Linked DNA regions of Zea mays: region 1 is linked to region 2. The links are chromatin contacts, called in public Hi-C maps. All regions are on one chromosome and are shown on one strand. The core of a region is the stretch at or near the end of the contact, and the rest is flanking DNA. Distances in the headings are between cores, read along the strand shown. Region 1 has its middle 15 kb from the start of LOC100272608. Region 2 holds the start of LOC100193648 (Lysophospholipid acyltransferase LPEAT1).

Region 1 (7,241 bases), core at 2,560-5,059, 620 kb before region 2:
TTGACTAGAATAAAGTGAGCTACTTTAGTTAATTGTCCACAATCACCCATATGGAATCATAACCATTCGGGGTGCAAGGCAATCCAACTATGAAGTCCATACCAATTTCTTCCCACTTCCATTCTGGTATCTTTAATGTGTGAAGTAATCCTGCTGGTCTCTGATGTTCAGCTTTTACTCTCTCACATACATCACATACTACCACATGCAAGGCTACATCTCTCTTCAAACCATACCACTAATACTTCTACTTTAGATCCTGATACATCTTGGTACTACCAAGGTGATAGGATGAGTCATGGACTTCTTTCAGTATGGTCTCCCGGAGACTGTCTGTTTCAGGAACACATATCCTATTTTTGAACTAGATTGTGCACTACTCTTCTTCTACGAAGTCTGGACCTCTTCCCTCTGCCATTAGGTCTCTGATTTCTTGAATCTTAGCATCACCAATCTGACCTTTCTATATATCTTGCCCTAACGTGGGTTTTACTTCTATGTACACAACTATTCCTAGGTTGAGTCTATCAAACTCCTCTGCCAACTTATCGAGCATCTGGGTAGCTACAATAGTATGAGCTTGGCCTTTCTGACTCAAGGCATCTGCAACCAAATTCGCCTTGCTAGGGTGATAATGAATCTCCAAGTCATAATCCTTGATAAGTTCCAACCAACGGTGTTGCCTAAGATTTAGGTCCTGCTGGGTAAAGATTAAGCATATACCATTTTTGTGCCACTATTGAGGGTATTCAAATTCTCTATTTTCAAAGGATGAGTAATAAGGTTAAGGACGTCTTAAAGTGTTAATAGAATCGATGGACATATAGATTAGCGATATGACCTTTATTTTCCTTTTTGTTGTACTGTAAAAGGGCACATGGATGGATAGTTTGACCTAGATAAGTTTATTGATGAGTGGTGTTGCACACTTGTGAAATCTAGTACTAGGTAGCCACATGGAAGCCCAACAATAAAAAATAAATCTATCAAGGATTGTTTGGCAATGAATTTATGGGATAGATCTTGAGACCGAGAACTGAAGATAAAGCATAGGGGACTTGATGATTTAGGCAGGTTAGGACTCTCAATGCGAGGTAATACCTACATCCTGTGTGTGGTAGTGTATATTGCCTAAATAATGTGATCATATGATCTACTCTCTTAGGGCATAGGGGCCCCTCCTTTTATAGTCTAAGGAGGGGAGGTGGTAACAGGGAAGATATCTAGGTGGATCACTAGATAAGGATAATGATCACCCTATCCAAGTATATCCTTAAATACCAAGATGCTTATCTCTATCTTTACATGTAGATTACCCTTATCATCTTGATTTTACCATATTTACATGGATATCAATTTTATATTATAATCTAATAGGATCTTTACCATATTTACATCTATAGAGCTTCCTCGCATGTAGAATATCTCGCTAACATGTGGCTCGAAACCTCGGGCATCACAATCGATCCCATCGACCCACATGTCATGATCTTGTTTGCTATGTTCTTCTTGTATACTCCTGGTATATGTCTTTAATAAAACAAAAAGTGTTTGAAATGGATGAGTTGGTTGTGCTGCAATTACACCAAACTTGTTTGGTTTGCATTAAACACAAGCTTGTCATGTTTAGTATAAAGAGAGAAATGACATGCCTCGTATGCATCGGGTATGGTGCACTGGACAGGGCACCTAGAGAGCATTGCAAATGAGTGTGATAGGTTGTACCTCACTGGACGTGTTCAGTGAGGCACCAGATAGCACATATAAAGAAGGATGCAGATGAGTGTAAGAGGTTGAATACTCACTGGACATGTTCTCTGATGCACATGATACGACATCGAACGAGCACTCAAAGAGGTCTAAAACTATGCACCTCAAAGCAATATACTCACTAGCATGTCCAATGAGACACCTGCCATAACACAAGATACCAATACAGTAACAACTAGACTAGTCGATGGGACATGCACTAGACACGCTCGGTGAGGGGTATGTGTGCACCAGACAAGCTTAGTTCATTATTAAAGTTGAGTGACGAGGTTCCTTGCCTTGCGGATATATATAACACTTTACCTCATCTATTTGAGATTTCTTGTCTATTTATCCAGTTAAAGAAATCTTTTGGAGTGAAAGGAAAAGCCTTTGCCTAGTGAGGTGATTGAGTTTTGATGATAAGATTAGCGACCTCATTAGTGCATTGAAAGTAGCAAGTGTGCATCCACCTTTCCCATTCAGCTTGGTTAGGTCAAATTAAAGTTTGTGCTTGTTACTCTTGGTGATAGACGTCACCTAGATGGTTTGGTTGTGATCAGGAGTTTGATGATCACTTAGTGGAGATTGTAGGTGGTCTATGTAACACCCAACATCCTCTTTTAGGATTTATATGAGTTTTTTTCTCCACCAAAAAGTTTGAATTAAAATGTATTTCTATAGAACCCTTTTTCGTTATAAATTATATCTTTTTAAAAAGTAAATAAATAATAATAAGTAAGAAATTGGTATATCAAAACTTAAAACCAAACTTTAAAACAAAACTATAAGTTGAAACCTAGAACAATAAAGAAAGGCTCCTATTTGGTAATTGTTCCCTTTATAAACCATATAGTTAAAAGACTCTAAAAATAGTTGAACTATAAATAATCCATGGTAAAGATTATATGCTAACCTCTCATAAACTAAAAAAGAGGAATTTCAAAATATTTGAGTGGAGAAAAAATTCTTTCATGGACAACATATTAAAAAGGTATTTACCAAAAATAAACAAAGCAATTATTATATCAAAATAAATAATACTTTGCATCATGCCAGATCTTTTGACTGTAGTTTGATTTAAAAGACTAACACAAATGTGAATTTGGATTTGAAATTGAAATGAAGAAATTGCAATAGAAAATAAAAGGAAAAGAAAGAAGGACTTACCGGCTGATGGGCCGAATTCCCAAGCCGGCCCATGCGCTTCCCCGCGCTAAGCGAGCCCAGCAGCCCTCCCGCCTTGTGCCACTGACGGGCGGGACTCGCTCCTCAGCCTCCTGTACTCCGATCATGTGCACCTAACATGTGGGGTCGTCATGCCGCGCGCGCTCAGGTAATGCTTGTATCACGGACGGGTGGGGCCGGCCCGTCTATTGCACCCACGTTCACGCGATCACGTCTAGTCACTATCGCGTGGGCCCCGAATTCCAGGGGTGTCTTCCCCGCGCGGACCCCGTAACAACCCCGATCGAGCGCCACGGGCCACAACAAACCATTGTCGCACATCTCGGGGATTCCACAGCTGGCAAACCGACTCCAACAGACCGACCTTCGTGGGGTAGTGAGCATATAAACGAGTTCGCTGCCCCTTGTCCAAGGCATCGAAGAGGTAGGATCTGGCCAAGACCCCCCACGCGTGGAGCTAGAACACAAAGAAAGATGAAGTTGGCCGTCACACCTTGGATCGGCCATGCCACTGCTACAACCTTAGAAATCCGGTCAGGAGGGATCGCTGGTGCACTTCGAACGCGTGAGTGCCTTCGATGTGCGATGGAAACCTTAGGGTCCCCGCGATTTCACGCTGGACTTGGAAGCCGCCGTCGTACGCTAGACTTGGAAGCCGTCGTCGTGTCGTGGCCTCGTGGGTAGCCGGTGAGTATCCATCTCCCTAGTCTACCCTTATCTCCTCTATGTGAATCCCTGTTCGGATCGAAGTATAGGCGCGAGGTCAAGTGTGGGAGGATTCCGGCGATGGCGGCACCGCGGGTGTGGGGTTTGCCGTCGTCACCGGTGTCGTATTCAGGTGGAGCGCTGTGAACCATCGATCTTCCGAGCAACGACTGGGATTAGATCCCAGGCATACCGGTTTGGTCGTTCAATCTGAACCGTCTATGCGAAGAATAGCGAATGTGATTAAATCAACCCAATACCGATTTGGCAAACTAGGTGTATCCATTGATCTTCGATCCGATGAACCTGAGCGACACACTGTTATATCAGCTAAGTACATTTTCCTAAAGAGACCCCGTAATTTTTTCAAATGAATTCGCAGTCCATCTACATTCATGAACCAATACAAATGGGTCCATTTATTCACAAAATCAACCCTGGACTTTATAGGATCCATACCCGCCATCCACAGCTGATATGAAATAGATAAAATAAACATGGAAATTTAGTTTGAAAATAAAATAACTCAAAAGCTTATAAAATCCTTATCCTCTCCGTTTTAGCTTCGATTTAACCCGTTTCAGTTGTGATAGCTTCATAATAATATTCCTTACATGTTTATGACATTATTTTATCATAAAACATGTTTTGAAAAATGGATAACTAGCTGGTTTAATCTATGTCCATTGGATTAACTTTTCTAAATCTACGATATGTAGTATTTTAAGTTGGCCCATCTATAAATTAACTAGAAGATGATCTCTAACCAAGATGTAACTTATACTAAGGTTGATTAGTTATTTGTTTCTCACATGAATTATAAAAGCAAGCATAAAACCTAGTTCTAATTGGTAAAATACGCAGGTCTCTCAAAAATTATGTCTCTTTAACCGTAACTCTGATTTTAGTATTTCTCGAACCTACGATCTTGTAGCAGCGCGTAGAATATTCTTACGCTATTTATTTCTATGTTTTGGTGTAATGTTATTTTTATGTACTCCTTGTCTATTTGTATGTATTGCTACGAGTAGCAATGCGGTCATGAGAAACCCGAAGACCAACCTGGTGAAATATCTGGGATCTCAAGTCTAAGGCAAGTTGTTCCCTTGATCACTCTTCTTTACCTAATAGTGTTCTCTATTAATCACTGTGACGTGCTTGTTGGGGACTTGTTCTCAAATGCTTTGAATTAAGAACAAGGCAACACAAAATGTTAAATGTTAATATCCTTCGCCCTTCGAAGCATTATTTCCCTAAGGATATAATGATTTTCGGACGAAGGTTATGAAGGACATACCTTCATAAACATAAAATATAATAATGAAGAAGGAATCATATGAAACATATAAGTTAACATGAACGGTTATGTACTATTGACAATTCATTTCTATTTTATTATGATGGAAAAATAGAAATGATATCAAATTACAAATGTACCTTCAACTTGTGAGAAGGTAAAAGTACAAGTGTGACGCAAAAGCCAATGCCAAATCAGCGTGAACAGTACGGGGATACTGTTCACCTATTTATAGGCACGGGTCGCAGCCCATGCAAAATTATATTAATGCCCTTTACGTTTATCAATAACTCTATGATAATTCTTCGAGGTCTAATCTGGTTTTTCATATTTAAGTCGGTTTCCTTTTCCGCCGTTCTCCCGAAGCTCTTCTACACACAGCTTCGGCTCTGCGCCAACCTTCGTGTTCCTTGTGCTTCTTCATACTGTGGCTCTGATCCAAGTCCGAAGATACCTGTTAATGTACTTTACTCCAGAAACATTGTTAAATCATGTTTTTGAGGACCTTCGGAAGCCGAAGGCCCCCAACAGTAGCCCCTCGCAATATTAATTTGTTAGAATAATAAATTCAGATTGCGAAATGGACGAAGGCTATGAGCCGAAGGTCCGAAAAACACCTTCCTCTTGCTAGAATAGCAACAGTCATTGGCAAATGGGACCCTCCAGTCTCCGACATAATGGGTTTATAAATAGGGGCTCGCCATAATTTATTTGGCACGCTCTCCTGCCATCTGTTTTGCCTGCTCAAAAAGCTTTCTGCCCACAAATATTTGGTTTTCTCCTTAGTTTTAAGCTTCGGAAACGAGAGGAAGAATTCCGAAGAGATGTCTGAGGAGAAGAAGGTTGCTGCCGAGATGAAGCTGAGCCTTTCTGAAGAGATGCATCTGGGTTTTCTTGAGTCAATAGCGAAGACGAACACAGAGAAGATTACAAGGGAGATTTTAGAAGGTTTATCTGAAGATACTGGTGATAGTGACAGTTATGACGCAGATAGTGGGGGTGAAGATTCCGAAGATCGGCCATGGCGACCAAGCCACTCAGTCTTCGGGAAATCAACTATCGGGCAAAATCACCTTGAAAACATGAGGGGGAGATATTTTTGGGATATGTCTATTGTAAGAGCAGATGCTGGAGAAAAAACTGTACCGACTCCCGGAGATGATGAAGTCGTTATTTTCCGAAGCTTTCTGAAAGCTGGGCTACGATTCCCTCTAAGCAGATTCGTGGTAGAAGTTCTGAAAATATATCAGGTTTACCTTCATCAACTTACCCCTGAAGCAATAATAAGAATGGGAATCTTCGTCTGGGCTGTGAAGAGTCAAGGCCTAGAGCCAAGTGCAAAAAGTTTTTGCAATATTCATGAATTGTTATACGAAACAAAACCCTGGGGTAACGAGCAATATCATAACAACTTTGGTTGCTACAGCTTCAGCGCTCGCTCTGGGTCAAGCTGCCCCGTGCCCACCTTTCGTAAGAGATGGCCCGGAGAATGGATGAAAGAATGGTTCTATGTAAAAAATGATTTGAAGGTTCGAGAGGATATTAAGGATGTCATCATGTGCCCCATCTGGCAGCGCTTCGGACTCCGGAAACCGAAGGTAGAAATGGATGAAGCAGCCGAAGAATGCCAACGGGCCTTCGGCGTAGTCTGCTCCTTTATTGGGACAAGGGATTTGATACAAGAACACATTGCCTTCAGAGTATGGCCTCTTGCAGATAATTGGGAAATGCCGAAAGAGACTGTTAAAGAAACTGACGAAGGTGGGCTAGTCAGGCTGAAGTATACATTCAAGTATGGAGACAAATTCGTTGAACCAGATGATGATTGGTTAAAGAGCATTGAAACTGTAAGTGATGAATTGCTTGGGGCATATTCGAAGGCCGAAGATACTGCAATGTCAGCAGCCTTCGGAGGCCGAAGAAAGAAAAGACTGAACCGAGTTTTTGATGCAATTGGGTTCGTGTACCCCGACTACCATTATCCAGTGCGGGGGCAGAAAAGGAAAGGTACAGTTTCTGCGAAAGAAACTGCTTCAGCTGCTCCTAGCGAGCCAGCGCCGAAGAGAAAAAGGGTGAAAGTTCTCACACACCGGCCACGTTACATTGAACTAGCCATAGTGCCTGAATTCGGCAGTGGAACATCTTCAGCCCCCGAAGCTAAGGAATCAACTCCGTTGCCCGGGGCCAAAGAGCTGGCCGAAGTGCCAACAACAAAAGAATTGGAAGGACCAAAGACTCTGTTACCAGAAACCAAAGAGCTGGCCGAAGCGCCATCGACAGAAAAGATGGAAGAAGCAAAAGC
Region 2 (6,801 bases), core at 3,112-5,611:
CACTTTTATAAATCATTAACAAGTACGACCTATGTAGCAAGAGAAAAATCTTATTACAACTATTACTACAAACCAAACATATGCCTATTTGATCAAACTTGCATAACCTTAAACATGGTAAACTGTGATAAGTGAGGTAGCGAACCAAACATACCTCACATCCCAAAAATCCCAAAATTCTCGAAAGACCGAGCATTCATAATAGTATACGTGAAACAAACGAAAATAAAAGAAAATCGCAAACAAAAAAATCACCATACACTAAGAAATGTCTATAATTAAACTCCACATAACATAACCGACGTTGTTATAGAACAAATAGATAAAATAATGTTCTGACTACGAAGTTTGGCCATTATAGAAAAGGCTAACCAAAAGCAGCTAGCTTAGAGCAACTCCAATAGTTATCTATAATTGTACTACCTAAATCTTAGATTTAGCAAGTTCTTAAATAATATAGGAAACAAAAAAAACTCATCCCCTCCAACAGTTCTCTATATATATTACTTTCTAAATATGTTAGAATTTAACATTTCACTCATTTGAGTGGGGCCATCATCGATGACATATTCAACTTGGTGAGTTGTGTTGACCTTTTGATTTATGGTTGCAATTGTTTATTTGTTTATTTCCGACATGCGTACGTGCGACTATTATATTGGCAATTATTTAATTTTTAGATGATTGTCGGTGTCTGACGTATGAGCTTTGTTAATATATCTTTACTACAAAGTGAAAAAACAGCGAAATACAAAAATTACCGTCAGTTTTTTTAGTTTTTTTGTTTAGGGAGTTGGTAATGGTTGCTAAATGTAGAGAGAAAATAAGGTTATATAAGGAGTAGGTAAATTTATGAAGTTCATTTAGAGAACTGTTGGAGAGAAAATTACCTATCTAAACTATTGATTTAGGGAGTCTTTTAGAGAACTATTAGAGTTGCTCTTAGCTAGCAAAAGCAAAGAGGCCCTGTCCATGCACAAGGCCTTATACTCTGTCTCAAACGCTTTTCGCCGTTGCTAGAGAGGTTCTGCTCGATCACTTTCCGGGCGAGAGCCCGAAGAGGTCCCATGAAAGGAAAGCTTCGTTACGTGGGCTCTGCAATGAACGAACGGTGGCATCAAGATTATTTTTCCACTAATCTAGTAGCAGCAGTTGTGAATTGTGTATAAGCTTCGTTAGACGTAAAATAGTTCACGACTTCGTACCTTCCAGTATCGTTCGATGATATCACAAGCAGGAGCTGGCTCTGGTCCCACGACGTTTCCATCCTGGGTAGCCCTCGCCAAACGTGTCAGTGTCACTGCCGCCTCTGTGTTGGTCTCGGGAAGCAATATTGCTGATGATGACAAAAGAATAGCATAATAGTGGCATGTTAACTATTAACCCAAATATTAACCCTAAACCAGAGCAGGAACCAATAAGAACTAGTTTGGAAGCTATAGAACCGGAGAGAATTGGAGGGGCTAAAATTTCATCCTTATTCAATTCAGTCTGAGTCCTATGATTTTGAGGGCCCCGTACGAGCTTATTGTGATAGGCCTTTTATTATAATTTTTTATATATAAATAATATGTATTAATTTTACTTGTAAAAACATAAACAAATACACTGATATATATTCAATTTAATATATCTGATAATTATTGAGAAATAAAGTCGACCAGTGATAGTTTGACCACTCCATTTTTCTAAGAAATTCTGATTTTTCATTTGAAAATAAACTAATTTCCTTTAAGCCCCGTTTATTTCATTGGAATTGAATTACATTCTAATAATTATAATTCCGATAAAACTAATTAAGCTACCAGCGTGTGACATGCGATCGACGACGACAGTAAGAACGAGACTAGTTCTATGCAGCTGTGTAGGATGCCTTTAACCGATGCTTTAGCCAGACATGTGTGTAGTTTATTCTGCTTCTATGTGATTTAGTAAGACAATAATTTAACATGAACCCTACTATTCTATTAAATATTGGACCCTTTTCTTTCGTGGGCCCCCGGCGGTCGCATCCGCTGCATGGCCCTAGGACCGGCCTGATTCAATTTTAAATAATAAGTAGATTTTAGTCCATCAAATTTTCTCCGGTTTTTGAGCTCCCAAATTAGTTCTAATAGCCAAAGATTCGATAATTAATAAGTACCTGCAGGCGGCGTTTCCATGTGCTGATGCGCGAAACGGTTGCGGCCCTCTACGACAGGGCAGCTCGAATCAGCGGGGATTCGTTGCATCGCTTCAGCAGGCTGTGCTTGTCTGTCCCAGATGGGAAGTCCAGAGAGCTGCGGGACTGGCTGAAGGTTCGCTGCGACCTGAGACACCTCTGCCGAAGGAGTGGCCGGAGGAAGGGAACGCGGACGAGGCTGGGAAGTCGATGCTTCTGCTGAAGCTTGTTGTTGTTGTACACCACCAGGCGGTCGTTCAGCTTCTTTGCTTCTCAGATTTAATTTATACTTCTGCAGCGATTGAACAGAATTTGTCAAGTAACAGTAAAGAGTGCAAATCTGCCATTCTTGTTCTTGGTTTCATTTGAGTCTGTAAAAGACGCCGCCTTCTTTATAGTATTGTGATAATATAAGTAACAATAATCACCTGAAGGTGGCTTGCAACCTGCTCTCTGGTAATTTCGCTAGTTTCAGCGGGGCTCATCTTCTCCCGCATATTCTCCAATATTCTCTTGGGCACCGCATCGTCTATACATTGTCCGGACAGGGTATAGCTTATACATGATATGATTCGGACAAAATATAGTACTGTAGCTTATACACAAAGGTCAAAGATTGACTATGATTGACTACATGCAGTTTTTTCCCGTTATTAACGTATAATTGTAACAACATATCTAACAGATCTATACGCACAGATCTTGAAAGTAGTAGGTGTAGGGATGGCAACGGGGATTCCTCCGTCGGGGAATGGCTCCCCATCTCCGTCCCCGCGGGGAGAAAAATTCCCCGTCCCCGTCCCCGCGAACGCACACGGGGGAGATTTTTCTCCCATCCCCATCCCCGTCAGGGAATTTATCCTCGTGGGGAACCCCGCGGGGAATCTTTCCCCATTACAAGTACAATATTTAAAGATAAATTTAAATTAATTGTATCAAATTAATACAAATTTAACAAACAAGATTAAAAATTACAAGAGACATCTACTTTAGAGTTTAGTTTGCTATTTTATAACATGTCATACATTGAGTTTTTACTATAATTCTAACCAATAAATTGACTAACTTGAATAAAAAAGTTTTATGGGGCGGGTACACGAGGAACGGGGATGGAGGATGGTTCCCCGTCCCCGTGAACCCGACGTGGATTAAATTTCCCTTATTTAGATCCCCGCGGGGACTAAATTAGTCTTATACCCGTCCCCTAATAGAGGAATTCCCCGTGAGGAATCGGGGATCGTGTCCCATTGCCATCTCTAAGTAGGTACAGGCGCCTGATCATAGGCTGATTAATAAAGAGGTTGAAATCCAATGCTGGTTAAAGTTTGACTAGATCGATCCAGATCAAGACCTTAGTTATGTTTAATCTAAAAGAAAGCATTACGCACGTATGGCCGAACAGAGAAAACACCAGCCCTTGGATCAAGATTAGATTAGATTAATTTAAAAGTTAGTTATGTTAAATATATCTAAAAGCTAGTTGCTCGATCAAGATTAGATTAGCAACAAGAAGACAGCATGCTACCGTACCTTCCCCAAGGCTCTTCTCGTATGCTTCCACGAACAAGTCGTGCAGTCTCCTTGTCCAAATGAGCCTCGGCCTCTTCCCTTGTTGATGCTGGTGGCCATTGCCGCCGGCCCCAGCGTCGTCGCTGCCGGCAGGTGGCGCTGGCGCCGACGTTCTACTATGCGAAGACTCGGCGACCGACATGGAGCTTCCGCCGCTCGCCTGCGCGGACTCTAGCAGCTTTTGCCTCCTGCGCTTCTTCGGCAACTCGGGCTGCTGCTGCCGCTGCTCGGCCTTTACGTCTCTGGACTCCATGGGAGAACGCCGCTGATCGACTTGGCGGTGTGTAGGCACGATCGACGTCGACCCGTACGACCGTACCATCCAATATAGGAAACCAGGGAGCATTTATATAGTAGCAGATCAACGGGGCTGTTCCGCTGTCCGTTCCATGGCTGCGACGCGCACGGACTATCGTCTATCGGACATCTCTGCAATTTCAATTGCCTTCCGTCGTGGGGACCACATCGGGTGGGTCCGGATGTGTCATCAATATTGTTCGTAATCTCAGATTAGCCCACACGGCTGTCTGGCCCGGTCACCGTCCGATCCAGATCGCACGCCACGCCCCCGCCTCCTAGCTCCCCTCATCAGACATCACCCCCGCAAGGCCGCAACGGCCCAGCGCCGACCAAACAGGGTCCTCGTCACAGAACACGCGCCCCACCCGTCTCGTCGCGCCGATCCAGCCCGGCGCTCGGCCCCGCGGCGTGTGCAATGGCCCTCGACACCGCCGACGCCGACGCGCCGCGCTTGCGCCTCGATGCCAGCGCCGCCGTGCACCCGCTCCTCTCCGACGACGGCTCCACGGCCGCGGGGGAGACAGCGGAGCAGCTGGACGCCAGGTACGCGCCCTACGCGCGCCGGGACGCGTACGGAACCATGGGCCGCGGCCCGCTGCCCGCGGCGCAGGCGGTGCGGCTGGCGCTGGCCGCCGCCGTGCTCCTCCCGCTCCGCTTCGTCGCGGGGATGCTCGTGCTCCTGCTCTACTACTTGGTGTGCCGCGCGTGCACGCTGTTCGTGGATGCAGATGGGGGGCGGCCGAGGTTGGCGGGGTGGAGGAGGAAGGCCGTGCTGCGATCGGGGTGCGCGCTCTCACGGGCGATGCTCTTCGTCTTCGGGTTCTACTGGATCCGCGAGACCCGCAGGAGGTCCCCTAATGCTAAGGTTAGTTCCGGTGTCATGCCTGATTGCCTGTACTGAATAATGCCAGCGTTTTGGTTCTGTGTTGCTTCAGAAGTACTGTATTTGGTCCTAGAGCACCAAGGTTGATGGTTTGTAGGAAGTAGAGTGATAGCGACACTAAGTTCAGTGTTACTCACTACGTATGTATAATATAATGGTTTGTTTTGCTTGTTCAGATAGATTGAAGATAAGTTTGATTGATGTTATGTGGCTTGTATTAGTCACGAATCTAAAATCTGGATGGTACATATATTCTCACTTTTGGACAATGAATGGGGATACCCTGTGCCCCTGCCCTTTCAACTTCCAGAAAAATATCTTAGCGCTCAATTCAATTTGCGATTGCTAGCAATAGAGACGTTTGGTCCCTTACAACACTCAACGGATTTGGATTGTACTTCAGTAATGGCAGTGATTTATTTTGCACATAATGCATCATATTACTTTCACAGATTACTGTGGTTCTGCCCATGCGACTGAACTATAAATTTTGTACCCTGGTTTCCTTGCCATCTTGGTTTACATTTTATCAGGGTTTAAATCAGGACCAATTTGAAGAATCACAAAGGCCAGGGGCAATTGTATCTAATCATGTCTCTTATGTGGATATTCTTTATCACATGTCAGCATCCTTTCCAAGTTTTGTTGCTAAGGTACTTATTTGTTGTTCCTAATAACTTGTTCACACTTTACAAATCAATATATTCTAGTTTTGTATGTGCCCTATCAATGCTTAAACACATCCTTATTATAGGAGTCAGTGTCCAGGTTGCCACTTATTGGTCTCATAAGGTACCTTTTTCTTGCTCATTAGTATTTTCCTAATTTTCGGTAGTGTCTTATTCATATATGTATTCTGCCAGAAGATGAACAACTAGTTTCATTTGTATCTTCCTATTTTATATGTACATTATATTGAAACCAACTTTACTTTTCTTTTCTGGTGTAATGCAGCAATTGTCTTGGATGCATTTTTGTTCAACGAGAATCAAAGTCTTCAGAAGCTAAAGGTGTCTCAGGTATATATTGACTATATTCCTTCCTGGTAATAGTTATACTTGTGCTATTTTTCTCAGGTATGTATTATGCTAGTTTTCTCGTGCCAAACGAAAGTTACTTAATATTGTTATGTGGGGCGCAGTGTATAAGCGCCCTCCATAGTTAGCAGATGAGAGAAAATCGAAGAAGATAGATTGAGTTCGTTGAGAAAGTTTAGGGTAAGAGATAGATTGAGTTAATTGAGAGAGTCTAGGGATAAGGCTTAGCTGCAAATCTCCAAGGGAACTATTTAATGTAATTAGATTAGAGGAATAAAGTAAGAAAGAAGTTTAACCCATACCTCTCCTGCTGCTCTAGTCTTCCCCCTGCTGACACCATAGATCGCCGGCTCCCAGCCGCGACCGCCCCTTCCTGCGTAGCCAAGGGATGGCTCCAAATCCAACCCCGTTACCTCCCCATTGCAGGGGTCGTAACACCTTGGTATCCAAAGACCAGGTTAACCAGCCACCCACATCCACCATGTCCTCCGCAGACAACATCGACCCCGTCGCCCGCGCACTCGAAGCCATTAACCAAAAGCTGGTGGCCATGGACACCATGCAGACGTCCATCCAACGCTTGGAGCGACAACAGCAAGAGCACCAAGCCGCCATCGCCAGATTGGATCTTCGCTAACAGGAGATCATCCCGCACACGAACGACAACCTTAGGGGAGCCGGCGGCAAAAACATCAGACCGGAAGATCGCCCACCCAAGCTCCATCACCTGGACTTCCCTTGGTATGACGGCAAGACGGATCCCCTCGTCTTCACCAACAAGTGCGAGTCCTTCTTCCAATAGTAGGTCATTCTAGAAGAATAGGTATGGATGGCCTCCTACCACCTGGAGC

Evidence for each region. A called contact is a pair of places that touch in the nucleus more often than the background predicts.
Region 1: a contact with region 2 is called in a Hi-C map of bundle sheath, with 2.7 times the contacts expected there. The contact joins the enhancer-like site here to the promoter of LOC100193648 in region 2. A contact is called at or near these places in 2 of 25 Hi-C or Micro-C datasets (bundle sheath and tassel).

What each region holds. Positions count from the first base shown.
Region 1 is chr3:56,296,004-56,303,244 of Zm-B73-REFERENCE-NAM-5.0, reverse strand. No RefSeq gene overlaps it. Among protein-coding and RNA genes, the nearest start is that of LOC100272608, 15 kb to the left of the region's middle. Within about 2 kb of position 3,809, at least 19 of the 20 cell types and tissues checked have an H3K27ac peak or open chromatin away from gene starts, as enhancers often do. A contact at or near this core is called in bundle sheath and tassel, where this site is marked.
Region 2 is chr3:55,672,826-55,679,626 of Zm-B73-REFERENCE-NAM-5.0, reverse strand. It overlaps LOC100193648 (Lysophospholipid acyltransferase LPEAT1), which reads left to right and starts at 4,361. Exons shown (of 8, transcript NM_001138744.1): 1 at 4,361-4,895; 2 at 5,447-5,566; 3 at 5,668-5,705; 4 at 5,868-5,932. The coding sequence starts at 4,446.